2 separate regions of the Danio rerio genome follow, and region 1 is linked to region 2. A link is a contact called in public HiChIP or PLAC-seq data. All regions are on one chromosome and are shown on one strand. The core of a region is the stretch at or near the end of the contact, and the rest is flanking DNA. Distances in the headings are between cores, read along the strand shown.

Evidence for each region. HiChIP or PLAC-seq counts read pairs in DNA pulled down with a chosen protein or histone mark.
Region 1: a contact with region 2 is called in an H3K4me3 HiChIP or PLAC-seq map of gastrula embryo, with 8 times the contacts expected there. The contact joins the promoter of unc5b here to the enhancer-like site in region 2. A contact is called at or near these places in 6 of 18 Hi-C or Micro-C datasets (caudal fin, embryo and hematopoietic stem cells) and 3 of 4 datasets of contacts at active chromatin or transcription factors (caudal fin, embryo and gastrula embryo).

The regions. Positions count from the first base shown.
Region 1 is chr13:32,514,422-32,520,114 of GRCz12tu, reverse strand. unc5b (unc-5 netrin receptor B) reads right to left here and starts at 3,409. Exons shown (of 17, transcript NM_001111149.1): 1 at 3,073-3,409. The coding sequence starts at 3,160.
Region 2 is chr13:32,304,657-32,310,567 of GRCz12tu, reverse strand. No RefSeq gene overlaps it. Among named protein-coding and RNA genes, the nearest start is that of ly6pge, 16 kb to the right of the region's middle. Within about 2 kb of position 2,452, at least 6 of the 62 cell types and tissues checked have an H3K27ac peak or open chromatin away from gene starts, as enhancers often do.

The DNA of each region.
Region 1 (5,693 bases), core at 2,160-4,659, 210 kb before region 2:
TGTTCTGCCAAATAAACGCATACACACACATACACACACACACACACACACACACACATACACACACACACAATCGAGGAAGAGAAAAGCTGATGGGGCAAAGGAGCCAGAAGTGGGTTCCTGGCAGTCTGGGTAATTAATGTGTATGTCAACACTGAGAGAGCTGTACCATACAGGAAATCTGAGCTCAGCACATCCACAATACAGACAGACAGGAGGGGGAGAGAAAGAATACAGGAATGGACAGAATGAGAGAGAAGATAAACGTTATCCATCTTGACTCTGATGTTTTATGGATGATATGAAATATGTGCTGGCATCTCAGTCTCAACAAGAGACAGACTTGGAGCACTGTCTGTAGAATCTAGATGGTCCATGCATGCGCATTGAGTTTTCCAATTACTGTATTGGGCAGAGCGGGACAAGTTGCCACAATATTTTTTGTTTACAACAATGACAATATCTTAGAGTACGTTTATCTGGTCTATTTTGGTAAAAAGCTTGAATACACACAAAAGCAACTAAACATTTCCAATAATATTGGTGAGCTTTACAAAAATTCCCTAAACATATTCAATTGCAAGACATGCCTTCTTCAGATTATGAGGCAAATTTTCACAAATGTATATTATAATAATTTCAAGTAAATTGTTACAGGAAATTAGTTATGAAATGAAGTTCAAGAAAATAAAAAAATCTCAAAGGCAATGAAGAACAAAAAAAACTTTGTAATAAACTTTTGAACTTTGTAAAGAACTTTGTAATAAACAGTTGATAAGTCTCATAAAATTAATTCATTCATTCGCCTTTGACTTAGTTTCTTTATTCATCAGGGGTCACAGCAGCGGAATGAACCATCAACTTATCCAGCATATGATTTACTTCCAGCTGCAACCCAATACTGGGAAACACCCATAGACATTTACTCACTCTTACACTTCGACCAATGTAGTTTATTCAATTCACCTACACCATATGTCTTTGGACTGTGGGGGAAACTGGAGCACCCAATGGAATTCCATGCGAACATGGGGAAAACATGCAAACTCTACACAGAAATGACCTCTGGCCCAGCCACGAACAAGCAACCTTCTTGCTGTGGGGCAACAGTGCTAACCACTGAGCCACCATGTCACCTAGTCCCATACATACCAAGTTAAAATCACATTTTCATCTAAATTTAAACTTTTAAAAGAACAGTTCGCCAAAAACGGAAAATTTTGTCATCATTTACAAAACGCCTTTGACTTTTGTACCTTCTGTTAAACACAAAGGAAGATATTTTGAAAAATGTTGGAAACCTGTAACCTTTTACTTCCATAGTATTTGTTTTTCATACTATATATGTCAATTATTACAGATTTTCAGGCTTCTTTAAAATATCTTTTTTTTTTTTTTTTTTTTTTCAACAGAGAAAAGAAAGTCATAAAGGTTTGAAAGCACACTGGTGAGGATAAATGGTGAACTCATTTTCATTTTTGGTAAAACTATCCCCTTTAAATTACTTTTAGGCAACTGCTAAATGTCCCAGATGCATCTATATAAAACTGTTGGGTTTTTTCTATAATAGACTCTTCTGTGAGTAGTTTATTATAAGAAAGGACACTTAAACTACAATACACACCCGTTTCCATGTCTGAAGTTAAATCATCCTGTCCCTTTTCTTTCCAATTTCTCTTTCCCATTGGAAAACCAATCTACTAAACCCTTCAAATGTGCACTTCTGTGTCAATCTGATTACATATGTGGCCATAGTGCAGAGAGGGAGAGAGATTTCTTTCCCGCTTCATTGCTTCCCGTCACTTCTAAGGTCAGACAGAAGGTAAGCTAGCCTTCATGCAGAAACAATAACACATCACAACATGATCTGCTCGTGAATATTTCTCCTCTGTATGGGAAATAATATCTTGAACTTGTCAGATGTGTCAGCAAATGGTTTGGTTATTTTATTAGATCGTTTTCAGTATGATTTTCTGATGAACCTGCAGTGCAGCCGTTGCTGACAATGTAATTTTGTTACATCCAAACTATTCTAAAGTCATTGGGAAGAATCAACTTTTAAACTTTGTTTGAAAAAATAAACTACTTTTGCATTAAATTCTTTATTCCCCACTTTTAAAAAGACAAAGAAACTTCTACCAGCTCCTAATCAAGTTCATGTGCTAAACGTAACCCTAAGCTACATCAATCAGAAAAGCAAAATAACAGACAGGAATGGATTTTTAAGCTGCACACTATAATTCAGAATTCACTATCTCTGCTTTCCCTCAGATGTTGTTTCCCTTTTTTACTAGGTTTATTTTTTCTGTCTTTCAGGAGCCAGGAAGGCATTGAGCTAAACCTTAATTACTCCAAGAACACCAGGGGTTCTGCTTTTTATCCGCTGCTTGGAAGCTCAGCACGGCAAGCAGAAAGAGAGGAGATCAACAGAATATTTCCTCTCTGAAGGGAGAGAGAGATGAGTGCACATGCAGCAGTCACATCCCTTCATCAGATTCTTAGTTATTATTACCTATTACACTGCCTTACAACTCTAGATAGATAGATAGATAGATAGATAGATAGATAGATAGATAGATAGATAGATAGATAGATAGATAGATAGATAGATAGATAGATAGATAGATAGATAGATAGATAGACTCTATATGAGTTTAATATTTAAAATGAACAGTGCCACCTGTTATAATTCAAAGATAATGCATAAAGACATTTAGCAAAGTGGATCAACAAAAGCCATTACTGAATGGATTTTTCCTCCATGATTCTCGTGGAAGGTTGTAGCAGGCTTTTATGGAATATTATAAAGAATTAGGTCTAAAAAGCATACTGTAAGCGACCTATGAGTCATCTGCTTATTTCTGAAGAGAATCAAAAGGCATCATTTATTCTCAATAGTCGACCAATATCCTGAGTGACGACCTTATTATCTCCAAACTTATCTGTGTTTTTGGGTGTGTGTGTGAGTGAAGGCTACGTGAGTTGATAACGCACTTCTGTTTTCCCGTACGTTTCATTCTGAAAGTATAAGGAAGTGTTTAATATTAAGCGTTACATTTAACCGGCTCGTACCTGCATGTATTACTAAGGTTGAGCTGAGTAGAAGTAAACCGAGCAGGGAGGCGGGAGACTGGTCGCGGTGTATCCACGTTGAGAGCATCTTCACCCGGTCACGCTACTGCCAAACGCCCCCCAGGTGCTCTCGCTCCAGTCGGCTGAAGCCTCGCTGAATCCTCCGTGAAGGATACTTCAAATAGTGTGAAATATGGAGACGGGTTCCTCCTCGAACTTTACAAACTTATAAAAACAGGCTGCACCGTGGTGGTTTTTAATAGAAACCTGGTCCAGAACTTTCCCCAAAATGTGTAAAAGCTACAGTTTCACCAAATGTTCGCTCAGGCACATCGCAGACCCCGTCCGTAGTGAAACGCATCAACCAGCGTAAAGTTCATCTCACTTACAACTCCACTGAAACAAAGAACGCGTTTCTCTCTGAAAACAGTGGATAAAGCGAAAACAAAAGTACTTGGCAGCTTTTATTCCTGTAGCGGCGAGAAGAAAAAGTTGTCCGTAAGCGTTAAGCATAATGCCATCGTTGTGAGATGTCCGCTGCTATCTGTGGAGCGCCATAGTCCTGACGCTGCCGCTCGTCTGGATCTCGAGAACTGAGTGTAAACACACGGACACGGGTATGAAGCGCGAGCCTCCAGACTCTCATCTCCCATCAGCCAATCATCAACCTTCACTGAGCCACACTGAGCGCTGGAGAACAGGGACGCCAATAGAGATGTGAATGGAAACACAGAAATCCCGGAGGCGGATTAAGGGATTCGGGGAAAGGACAAACATTCATATTTTTTTCTTAAAATAATAATTATTATAGCAAAACAGAAATTATGGAGTAATTTAAATAGGCATATTGGTTTATTAATGTAGTGTGAGCTGCAGTACTTTGGCATTTATATATAAATATTATCATTAGACTTTTAAATTATTATTGTTACTATTATTATTATTATTATTATTATTATTATAAATTATTATTATAATTATTTATTTACAAAAGAAAACGTATTTAGAAAGCAATATAAAGGATTCTGGTGAGAATTAGCTACATTCTTTTGACCTTTAGCATGTAATTATGTCTTTAATACAGATCTACTGTAATTATGATTAATTAAGGGTGGTTTGATAATGACGGATGATTATGATGTGTTAATGTTAGTTTCAGGATTAGTGTTAGTAACACTATCACAATTCACAGTCATGCCTCCCAGCATATTTTAGTCAGGTTCAGTGCATTAATGAACTTCTTGTTGAGACCACCACAAGAGGGCGACAGTTCATACATGTGCTTTCCGAGTCCATTCAGAAGTTGAATACAGGCTGATTGTCCATTGTGTCCACTTTGTTTCATTTTGTTATCCTTACAGAAGACTGCGGTCAGAGCTGTCTGGTTTTGGTTGTGTAAGCAGGAACTAAAATCTAGACAGGTTATTCAAACTGCTGTCCAGGATCGGAAGCAGAATCGTTTGAACTGCAATTACTATGCAGGGCCATCTTGGAGTCTGGCAAGGGCAGCAGTTCCTGATCTGCAGGTATTTCTAAAGCAGATAGCTAAAAATGCACCGCAAACAACAATTTAAATTTTCAAGAGAAAGTAAATGTTTTTCGTTTTTAAAAAGATTGTTGGGAACTTACAACTTTTGATTGTTTGTTTATTTATGTATGTATTTATTTATTTATTTAATTTTATTTTTCTTCAGGTTCAATGTTAAATTCCTGAAATATGTATGTACATATGCATGCGTATGTAAAAAATGTAAAACAAACAATCAACTAACTAACTAACTAACTAACTAACTAACTAACTAACTAACTAACTAACTAACTAACTAACTAACTAACTAACTAAATAAATAAATAAATAAATAATAATACTTTTTGTATGCCGCATATATACTGTAACTTTACAAATACAAACTCACAAGGAGGTACTTATTTTGAATAAGTCAGTGAATGGAATTTCAATATGATAGAGTACACAACAACTCTTGCAGAACCTTCATAACTGAATAATAACAATAAGCAAAAACCCACTGATGCACATTGTTTGTTAATCATGTTGTAGATGTGGGGTTAAAAAAAAACTGATTTTGTGTACATTGCTAACTTGGCAACTTGCAGATATTAAATTCTCTGGAGGACTTGAACGCTGCATGAATGCCATACTTTAAACATGAGAAACAAGTGACTTACGGATCCTGAAAATTGAAGACAACTATTTTGATCGCACCCTGGTGGCTGGCTAAAAAAATTGTAAATAAAAATACATTAAATTCAATTCAAGTTTATTTGTATAGTGCTTTTGGTTTCAGAGAAGCTTTACAAAAGATGTACATTATTGCATTACAATCAGATTAGGTTAAAGTTACAATCAAGTATAAGTTATTATTATATACACAGATAACCTGCAATTTTTTTGCAAGTGTATTTCTTTATGTTGTCCTGGAAGTCCTAGATCAGGGGTGACCAATCTCGTTCTGAGATCCGTTGCCCTCTAGGGTTTAGCTTCAACTTGCCTCAACACACCTGCCTGGGTGTTTCAAGTATACCTAGTAAGACCTTGATTAGCTTGTTCAGGTGTGTTTGATTTGGGTTGGAGCTAAAATCTGCAGGACACCAGACCTCCA
Region 2 (5,911 bases), core at 1,203-3,702:
TTGACATGTAAATGCAGTTTCTTCAGTCAACAAAAAATGGAATACACAACCCAGTCTCATTATGAAAATGTACTGCTATATACATTTCTGGAAAGCGCCAAATACATCCCAGAAGTTTTTGTTTACGTGAATCCATCAGAGGCCGCACTGTACACTTTTTGAGATCTCAAATTCTCTTGCAAGTGCCATTCGTGCCTACTGTTCTCATGTAAATCCACCAGAGATTGCTGTCAACTGACTGACTGAATGAATAACTGACTTACCAACCAATAGTGTTTTAAAAACCACCGATCCCCCACACCCATCACCTTCCCTTAACCCAACCAATAGTGTTTTCTAAAGCAATGATCCCCCACACCCACCACGTTCCCTTAACCCAACCAATAGTGTTTTTAAAAGCACAGATCCCCCATACCCACCACGTTCCCTAAAACCAACCAATAGTATTTTCAAAAGCACCGATCCCCCACAACCACCACCTTCCTTAAAACCAACCAATAGTGTTTTCAAAAGCACCGATCCCCCACACTCACCACCTTCCCTAAACCCAACCAATCGTCTTTTTAAAAGCAAGAATCTCCCCAACAACCACCACCTTCCCTAAACCCAACTGACAGTTTTAAAAAGAAATCCAGAAAATACTTTTGCGGCAGCTTGATTTTTTTACCATGTTTTCAGATTTGACCGCTTTCTCATTCTTATTTACTTGTTTATTTTATTTGTAGTTTCTGTTTTTGTCTAGTTTCGTACATGGCGAGCTAATTAACAAACTGGTAACAGCGGGAAAGCCGTCCATATGGAGGCAAGCGGTCAGCTGGTAAGTGTGAAAGGAACAGCGTCATACCGAAATGTTCGTTCTAAAGATGAAATGCTGCCATATGTAGCTACATAATTTGTGCTCTCCAGAAATGTATGTAGAGCTATGTTTTCAGAATGAGCCTATGTTGGTCAACGGCCATGTGGTTGACTCCCATGTTTCTACCTGCCAACCTTATGTCTCAACAGACGACTTGTGGTAAGATCTGTGAAAATACCAGGGTGAAAACACAAGTTTTCAAACTTTAGAGTATACCTTTGGAGGTATAACAATACAAAAATACAAATGTAATAATAAAATAAAATGTCATAGAAATATATGAAATCCTCTAGTCACTTTCAATAAATGCTGAGCTATTCACTTGACTGCAGCAGACATTGGGACTGTAATAATATCTAATTGCGGGTAATTTACGGGATTTCTATTCAATACAACAGACTAAATGACATATAATCAGATAGGAGCGCTGAATGTGACTCACAGTGTGAAATTTTTCCGTGCACATTTACCATCAACATTTATAGTAACCCAGAGAGTGATACCATAACTAAAAACAAACTCTCATTTATGCTGATGAAGGTTCATGACTGTTACTTTAAAGCCACTTATTCTCTTTTCTCCACTTCATTTATGCTTTCCTCTGGATTTGAACTGATCTAATTACATGATTGCAAAAATAAATCCTAAAATGATGCCACTTAAATGCAGTTGCTGAGGAAATGAAATGGTTTTATCAGCTCTCTTATAAAATCTCTGAAACACAGAAGAGACACGTGCATCAGCCTGCATAGAACACTAATCTGAATAATTATCACATGTGTAAAACCATATAATTAAGTGATTCAGAAGCACTAGTCTAAATCTTCAGTCAGATTGTCCTAGACTGGGAAAAAAAAAATACTCGGAAGGAAGAAAGCAGTTAATTGTGGAAACAGAATAAGTTGCCTGCAGTGACGAATGATTAATCACAGTCTAAAGTGTGAAACAACACTTGTGAAAAAAACTTGTTTAATTAGACATTAAATAAATCTATAAATTTCATGTTAAATAAAGATACAGATAAAAAAAATGTGTGATTTTGATTAAATCACATCTTTAAAAACCTAAAAACGGAACTTATTCACACCATCTTTGCAAATCACTTCTTTTCCAGGTGTAAAATATCTTCTTAAATCACTTACAAAAATCACGTTTCAGTCTATCGGGTTTAGAGTTGGGACTTCATTTCCCGTTTGTGTGGTTGCTCACTTGCTAGCTGTATTAGCTCTACAAAACAAACTATTTAGCTTCATTTCAAAGTAGCTGAGGCCAGACTGATTACGCATAACTCTCCAATTCCTACTCTCCCTCCCTTTCCCAACCCCCCCACCACTGCCCCTCTTCTATCAGGCCTCTGTGCCCTCCTCCTTCTCTGGGTCCACAGTCCGGAGGTAGATCACTTTAATTCTGCTTCATGGATCTTTTTCAAAAAGGACCTGAGACCCGGAGACCCCAGAACCAGTGACCGCGGGCTGAACCCAGACCAGCCAGCCGGGCACCACCACACACTCGTAAACACAGCCATCAACTCTCATGCTCCCTTTTCCACCCCGCATTTTTGTTCCCTCCCAATCGGGCACAGAGAGCATTTGATGCGGCCCACTAAAGAACACGCTCCTTTTGTGGGATGTCTGAATATGACACACTTGACCCATGCTGTTGTTCAGAGCCTATATGATGAATGCGTGGAGGGTAGAGGAAAAACTGTCAAATAATTTCACAAATACTCTATGATCTGATGTAATTCCTGGCTTTCACTAGAGCAGTTCAATGGGCTCTTTCTTCAAAACACTGAGCTGCCCTGCATGTGGGTCAATGGCGTAATGTGCAAGAGTTTCCACAATAAAGAAAAGAAAAATCTTTCAATATCGAGTTTAAAACCAATGCTGCAAATACCTAGAAATGCACGTATTCACACTGGTTTCATGTGAATTTGAAAAGCTTTGACACCATTTTCAATAAAAGTTTTCATTTGGAACTTTTCAAAGTAAAAACTGGCTTTTGTACAACATCATGATCTTAATATACATATTAAAACCTTAACCTAACTACCCTTGTCACAGCAAATCACAGTTATATGATATTTTAAAAGACTTGTTAACAAAAGTCCAGATATTTCCTTAGTTAACAAAAAATTAATCTAAATTTGCAAAGGTTTAGAAATCTGCAAACATAAAGTATACATTTATAAACATTAAGAAATCCTGCGTTATCCAGCCTCCTGTGCATAGATTGCAGCTCTGCACAGAAAGTTTGACCAGAGGAGTAATGGTCGTGCCCAAGTGAGCCTGGTTTCTGTCTAGGTTTTTTTTTTCCCTTCACTTTTGTCAATTGGTAAAGTTTTGTTCCTTGCCACTGTTGCAACTGGGTTGCTTGGTTTGGGACTTGTGGAGTTGTGCATCAAAAGATTTCCTCTTCAGTGTTTGGACTTACAGCAGTGAAATTAAAGCATACAGAACTGAACTGAACTAAACTGAACTTCAACTCTGTAAACTGGACTGACACAGTTTCAATTTACTAGAACTTCAATGTTAAGCTGCTTTGACACAATTTACATTGTAAAAGCACTATAGAAATAAACATGAAGTGAATTGAAATAAAGTACAAGAAAGCGAATGTGATTCAATAACTTCCTCTCAATTACAAAAACACACAAGAAAAAAGATAGCAGTGAGAAAACAGCAGTTAAGAAAGCATATGAAAGAACATATATTGAAGTTATTGAGACAACAGTTTTAATTAATTTATATTGCAGTACAGAAATGCTGTTTCGCCATTATCTTTATGTAACATATGCAAAAAAGGCTTGGTGTGAATAGATTCATTTGTTCCGAAACAGGGATTAAAATTGTTACAATGTTGCTCTTTGTTCTTGATGCGGTTCGCTTTCACATGGCAAAGTGTCTAAACGGACCAAAATAGCTAAAACAAGTCACGAGTCCCGCTCAGCTGTCATGTGTCCTTATTTTAATTTATGACGATGAGCAATAAGACATTAAAAGCGAAAAGCTGTGCTTTAATTTTGAATGTTGACACCCACAGACACTAAATATAGAGCAGAGGTAAGACTTTTCATTCATAGCAGTTGGCCTATGCATTATAGGCTATACAATATAGAAAGAAATAACAGATAAACTAAGACTGCAGATCCGTCAGTTTTCCTAACAGATAAACAGCTCTTGTTAATAGTTCAGCATGCTTTCACTTTCGTTTTAAAAATTAAATGCACATTTACCGGTAGAATGACCTCCCGCCTCCTCTTAATTCTCTCTTCATATAGCTGTATGACTATTACATATCCATTATACACAGTGATATAGCCGGGCCCGGATCGTATCACTTTCTCACTACAATCGATCCGCTCCAGAGTTTGTTTCAATCAAGCCAAGACCACCTGATTCAGGTGATCTCAGAGCAATTGTTTTGGCCCGGATCCGAGCGGGATTGCTGGAATTAAATATGCCAAACAAACCACGCTAACTGGGCAAATGAGACGGGTTCCGAAACAAAAGTCTAGGTGGGCTTTCATATCTGTGTTTCAGTTAATTTGGTCTGAACCCAGGGCAAAAAAATGATACATTGTAGCATTTTTCTGCCATTTTTGGGTCCTTTTCACAGCACAATGATTGCTTTGGTCCGAACCAGTTGAAAAGAAGCAAAATGCAGTCATGTGACAAAGTCTACAACACTCATTGGCCAGATGTTACTGAACGTATTTCCTAAACTGCGTTTCAATTGGTCAGAATTAACGTGCAGGAAAATGGCAATGGAACTCATGCAGGTAAAAAAACTGGTACACACAAAATGTTGCGTTTTATAATGGAGGGACGACTGCACTGGCTGATTGGATCCCTGGTCATAGTATACTATATAAGTTTGTATACATCACTTTAGACAAAGTATACATTTTAAGAATAAAGCACAGCTGTGGCTGGAGAACAATGTTTTAATGCATTGCAAATGGTGAAGGCGCATCGCAAGTCTCTTCAGTAAGAGGAGTGAATTAATTTAGAAAAACTGCGACATGGTCATCTTCTGGAAAAATTACCAACAATCCATCAGGTAAAAGTTTTCCCTCTCTCTACGTTTAAAATTGTTTTCTGTCAACAAATATTTTTCATCTATATCCCATAATGCACAGCGTGTCAGACTATGGCTGCTGGATTAGTCCAAAAAGGCGCAGTCTATTTTGCGGTTGGGTCTGTTCCAGTTTGAAACATGTTCTCACCAAAAACAAACCGCTACAGCGTTTGCTTAAAAGCTTACCAAGACCACCTCATCAAGGAGGTTTCGGTAGTTTTTTTGGCCGCTTTTAGTGCGCACTCTAGTGCGATTGCTACATTCACACCTGCCCAAATGAACCGCACCAAGAGGGAAAACGAAATCTAGTGCGGTCCAACCGAACTAAATAAGGCAGGTGTGAAAACATCCTAAAAAAACTCAGTAGAAGAAGTATATTCAAGTGATATTAACTTAATTTGTTATTTCCTAAATAAATAGATTAAGCATGTTCAAATCATAGACCATGCATGCAATCACTGCACTCCTCATTGAAGTAAAAACATGAGGTGGACAAATGAGGTTTTTCCAAATCTTTTTAAAATTCTGGTAGTCTGCAAAAAGCAATTATGAGACCCTAGCATACAGCTTAGTTCATTTGTGGATCAAAATATGTATCGTGTGCTGGCAAGACTTTCTTGGAGATCAAAACGACCATCCTCTGGTTTCCAGCATCCCCAATAAATGGCACCTGGCTTAAGGCTTTCTATAGTGAAAATAGGATTTACAGTAATAGTGTCCCTAGGTGGAAATGGATTAGACTTGAGCAGGTACCTAGGGAAGATCAAATGAGCAATTTCTTCCTAGATGGTCACCATAGCAATGACCTTTACACACACCACTGACGGCACCCAGCATATTTTAATAAAAAATGATAAGACTTTTTTTTGGTGTATCATTTTCCCTAAAGCTAAAAAGGCACCTCTCTGGTTTACTTGGATAAAATGATGTGCAAGATCAGAATATGTTAGTCAATAGACATCAGAACATCTGTAG